2 separate regions of the Bombyx mori genome follow, and region 2 is linked to region 1. Evidence: chromatin contacts called from public Hi-C data. All regions are on one chromosome and are shown on one strand. Each heading gives the region's core, a stretch centred on a gene start, on an enhancer-like site or on the middle of the called end of the contact. The rest is flanking DNA. Distances are from core to core; before and after follow the strand shown.

Region 1 (2,890 bases), core at 216-2,715:
GAAAGATAAAACTAAAACCAACATCCAGTCTCTTCTAATTTATAAGCAGTTAAATATACAGGTAATTTTAAGTTGCTGCCAATAGACATTAGACTGATTTACTTTAAGGTAACTTGTAATTTTATTAATTTAATATTGAAAATAAAAAGGAAGTTATCTCTCGTCCTCTTCTCTTTTTAAAGTAATAACGGGTGATTTTCTGTTTGGTTTGTATGAGTATTGCCATTTCATTATGAAAAGATTTACAAATGAACAACGCTTACAAATCATTGAATTTTCCTGAATCATCTTCATCCCGGAAAATCATCCCATCATCGGGAATCATCCCGAAAAAAGCGCTGTTTAAAGCGGTTTATGATATGAAGGATTCATTGACCCCTACTTCATCAAAGATGATGATGAGAACAACGTTATTGTCGATGGTGATCCCTATCGTTCAATAATTTCCAACGTTTTGGTATCAACAAGACGTCGCCAAATATCATACAGCACAAGAAACGATGGACCTATTGCGCAACGAATTTGGTGAGCAAAACTAGAGATGTAGTTTTGGACCAAAGAATTGTCTGAAATCTGTCCGAAATATCAGCATCGACTCAAGCACAAGAAGAGAACATCACAAGTGTGCGCGCATCACCCTGTGTAAAGATCACAGGAAGCACAGGAAGGGTTTATTATGAAAATAATAAGTTTATTTATTAAAAAAATGTGTAATATTATTTACAACAGCGCTAAAAACTATTTTAGGCATTACCATAGGAGTAAGAAGTTTGAAGGTTTAAGAAGTTTGGATATCGACGATGATAACTCTTTTCTAACTGATATTTGTTACAAATGCAGCCTAGGTATTAGAGACATTGGTACGGCCATTTTTGGAATAGACTTCCTTTAACAAATAATCTCTTTTAAGAATAAAGTCTAGGTATCGATAATACATTGAAAAAAAAAACCTGAATTCAATGCGGCTTGTTTATGCCCCTAACATAGGTGATGTACATACGCGACAGTAACCACACGCAATCGGATTCGTCGTATGCTCATCTGCATATAACGGTAAAGAAATAAGGACAGTTACATAATAAAACTACATAATATTAAACCTGTGCACATTGAACATATAAAATTACTTTGCTGCTAGTATTAAACAATGTAGTTTTTTTTCTTTAGAAAAAAACCTAATAATGTTGACGAGCAATCGCAAAACCAAGCACACTCGAAGCTCGGCTTCCTCTCGCTCGTCATCAGAGGTTTGCTGTACGTCATACCCACGGACAAACGGACCAAGTCATCACCTCACCGGTCACAAGCAATATGTTATAAAAAAAGTAATAACAACCCGACGAACTCCAATATCGAACCAACGCAACGGTAGGCGTCGAATATTGAAAGCTTCCGAGCTTGTTCGAGGTGAACACGACACGCGGGTCGGGTTCACCCTTTTATTAGGAACTGTGGTAGACGGGTGAGCGGATGACGTCAAGGTCCGGCGCCGCAGCGACTCGGAGCGCTACAATAATACTCAAATGGTAACGCTGCCGATTTGACGATTGTTTGTGAATAATTTTAATATTTTCATTACCTTCTTTATTATCTATATATGTAAAAATGAATTGCTGTTCGTTAGTCTCGCTAAAACAAGTTTTAAGTTTATTTTATACAAAAGTTTAGTTCTTTTATTTATCGATTGAGGCACTACGAAGTCTACCGTGTCAGCTAGTTGACCATAAAAAACTCAATAAGAACATTTAAAATACAGGTAGTTAAAAACAATGTTATGTACGTCTAAACTGTAACAAAGATAATACATTAAAATAGAATAATACAAATTTTATGAGACACCTACATAAGTCGGCGTTGCTCCGAAAACACGAAAAAGGCAATCGATATCAATACGGTGACTGATAACCATATTCAACAAGATGACATCATTCGATAACTTGTTTTGTAGACGAGGAACAAGTTGCCGTGAGGCGTGTTGGCTAAAATACAAAATATTTCTACCGGCTGATTGGCTTGCTACCTATGCGAAATATAATTCAAATGTTTTTTTTTGTTATACATTGCTAATTTTCTCTTGAAAAATGTCTTCTCTTGAAAAATCGCTGTATACATATTATATAGCGATTGTTATGAATACACCTGAATGAATATAATCAAATTTCGGAGTCATTTGGAAGGCAAATTCAAGTTGGCGTCCAAAATGCTGGGAGTCCTCAACAGAGCGAAACGGTACTTCACGCCTGGACAGACTTTTGCTTTTTAAAGCGCAAGTCCAGCCTCGCGTGGAGTACTGTTCCCATCTCTGGACCGGGGCTCCCCAATACCAGCTTCTTCAATTTGACTCCATACAAAAGAGGGCCGTTCGGATTGTCGATCATCCCATTCTCACGGATCGTTTGGAGCCTCTGGGTCTGCAAAGGAACTTCGGTTCCCTCTGTATTTTGTACCGTATGTTCCATGGGGAGTGCTCTGAGGAATTGCTTGACTACCATGTCGTTTTTACCATCAAACCGCCCGCCCACCGGAGTAGAGTTCATCCATACTACCTGGAGCCACTGCGTTCATCCACAGTGATTTTCCAGTGCGTTTCCAGAGATCTTTTTGCCACGTACCATCCAACTTTGGAATGAGCTCCCCTCCACGGTGTTATACGAGCGCTATGACATATCCTTCTTCAAACGAGGCTTGTAGAGAGTACTTAACGGTAGGCAGCGGCTTGGCTGTGCCCCTGGCATTGCTGAATTCCATGAGCGACAGTAACCACTCACTATCAGGTGGGCCGTATACTTGTCTGCCTACAAGGGCAATAAATAAAAAACCTTCCACAAAATTCGCTTTACTTTCCTATAAAACCAGTTATGATTCTCGTTTGCTCAGGAAAATGGAGAAG
Region 2 (2,700 bases), core at 96-2,595, 47 kb after region 1:
GTTCGAGGTCCAAAACAGTTGGTTTTCTTAGTCATGTTAATAACGAAACGCGAAGTATACTGACGAGCCCTAATTTTTAACAGACCATTAGAAATGTATGAGATACATAGCTATGCTAGTATATGAGATTTATTATAAAAGCAGTTTTTTCATCTGTAATCGAAATCGTAATTATTCCACGCCGCAATAATTAAAGTAATCAGATCGATTAAAATGAACAAAACAATACATAAGCAATGAGTAATAAATAATTGTTCCATAAGTCTTGAGGTAAAAACAATCTCGCCCTTACACAAGAAATCATAGTATTATCGACATTACTTCTTAATAACCGACGCGATTGAGGAAGCTGTCGTTTTAAATGATGAATCAAGAAACATACTAGTTTTAAAATAATTATACTTGTTCAAAATATGACGATATATATATTTGGAACCAGTTTATTTATTTTAAAACTACATACTTTATAAAATATTATAATTTATGTGAAAGATAATAGTCGTAACAGAACTGTTACACATGTTACTATGAACATACACAGCTGTTGTGATATTCTTTATTAATTGTTAAGAATCTTATGTACATCGTCATCATATTATGTCGCAAAACGTCCACTGTATATAAGCTTCCGCTATATACTTCCTGTATTTCAAGTGTTCGATTAATAATAAAATAACTTTTATAACGGAATGCAGCAATAAGAATATTATTCGAAAATAATTCGCAAACAAAATTTCATTACGTCATTATTAGAAAAGTTGTTTGGAAAATCGATAACCGCCGTCATGGCTTATGAACCTCAGGGAGTGGCGATTTGACCTACCTACCAGATACGTGTTAAAAGCCGCAAGGGTTAGAGCTCAAATAGAAACGACAACGTCCGTTAACAGAAACTAACCGAAATTAAAGGGCATTATTTTTTGAATTTTTTACTTTTTTATCCTTGTAAGCCGACGAGGATACGGCCTAATGGTTACCCTAGCTCGTGGTCGCTACCTTTAAGTACTCTCCACAAGCCTCGTTTGAAGAAGGACATGTCATAGCGCTCGGGAAACACGGTAGAGAGGAGCTCAATTCGAAAGTCGAATGGTACGTGGCAAAAAAGATCTTTGGAAACACACTGTGGATGAACGCAGTGGTTTTAGGTATAATGGATAAACTTTACTCTCGTGGCGGGGGGTGCGATGGTAAAAACGAGATGACAGGATCACCGCAAAGCAATCCCCATGGAACATACGGTACAAAGGAATTTTGTAAAGCGAGAGCCGAAGTTCCTCTACAGACCCAGAGGTTCCAAACGATCGCAAGAATGGGATTATCGGCCATCCGAACGGCCCTCTTCTGTATGGAGTCAAATAGAAGTACCTAGCTGGTATTTGGAGGTCCCGGCCCAGAGCAGTACTCCACCCGTGGTCAGACATGCACTTTATAAAGCAAAAGTTTTTGTCCAGGCGTGAAGTACCGCTTCGCTCTGTTGAGGACTCCCATCACTTTGGACGCCAAGTTGGCCTTGTCCCTCTATGACTCCTTTAATGGACATCGCTAGAAATATCGACCTCAAGTATCCCAATAGTCGTGGAAGGATATAGATATATATCCCCGGACAAGTCCCATCGTCCTTTTATCATTATAGTAATCGCGCCCTGGAGATTACATTAGCACACCACGGTTATCGACTCCAGGTGGTCAATCCATGAAAAGAAAAACCGCTACTTGTGCACAAAAGTCGTCGTGGTTTAAAGGATAAGACGTTCCGTGCATTCGTATTGAGCGACGCACCGGGGTTCGTATCCCAGGCGGATACCAATTTTTCTAATGAAATATGTACTCAACAAATGTTCACGAGATTGACTTCCACGGTAATGGAATAACATCGTCTAATAAAAATCAAACCGGCAAAATTATAATTTGCGTAATGACTGGTGGTAAGATCTCTTGTGAGTCCACACGGGTAGTTAACACCACCCTGCCTATTTCTGGCGTGAAGCAGCAATGCGTTTCGGTATGAAGGGTGGGGCAGCCGTTGTAACTATACTTGAAACCTTAGAACTTATATTTCCAGGTGGGTGGCACATTTACGTTATAGATGTCTATGGGCTCCAGTAATAACTTAGCACCAGGTGAGCTGTGAGCTCGTTAACCCATCTAAGAATAAAAAAAAAAACAATCATAAGGAATGAACAGAATAAGAGGTTCCTTGCAACAAATACTTGGCAGATTACCGAAAAAACAAAGAAACTGTACCTTCGACTAGTATAGCGAGTAAATTAACATTCTCACACATCATCATAAAATTCTAAGCAAGCGAGGAACATCTGCAGATGTTGATCCGTCAGCGACAAGCCATCTCTCTATTAAAGGCGAGCATTCAAAGCGGAATGAGGTCGTACACAAAGAGATTGTCGGGGTCCTCGGGAAATCAGGAACGAGACGACCTACGTAAGATAAAAAAAATATATGTACGAAAACTGGTAGAAATGAGTGCATCACTGAAATATGACACGTGTTAGTTTACATTGACATTTATCTATATCATTTGTCTTTGTCATATTATGCCTATTTTTAGTATTGATTTTAAAATACCTTTGTTTTTTTCTTTTTTTTTTATTGCTCAGGTGGATGGACGAGCTCACAGCCCACCTGGTGCCAAGTGGTTACTGTAGCCCATGGACATCTACAACGCAAATGCGCCACCCACCT

Evidence for each region. A called contact is a pair of places that touch in the nucleus more often than the background predicts.
Region 2: a Hi-C map of midgut shows a contact between it and region 1, with 2.0 times the contacts expected there. The contact joins two enhancer-like sites. A contact is called at or near these places in 2 of 7 Hi-C or Micro-C datasets (midgut and whole pupa).

What each region holds. Positions count from the first base shown.
Region 1 is chr5:15,181,351-15,184,240 of ASM3026992v2, forward strand. All of the region lies in intron 2 of LOC101743647 (kinesin-like protein KIF13B), which reads right to left. Among protein-coding and RNA genes, the nearest start is that of LOC101743647, 57 kb to the right of the region's middle. Within about 2 kb of position 1,466, at least 7 of the 8 cell types and tissues checked have open chromatin away from gene starts, as enhancers often do.
Region 2 is chr5:15,228,771-15,231,470 of ASM3026992v2, forward strand. All of the region lies in intron 2 of LOC101743647 (kinesin-like protein KIF13B), which reads right to left. Among protein-coding and RNA genes, the nearest start is that of LOC101743647, 10 kb to the right of the region's middle. Within about 2 kb of position 1,346, at least 2 of the 8 cell types and tissues checked have open chromatin away from gene starts, as enhancers often do.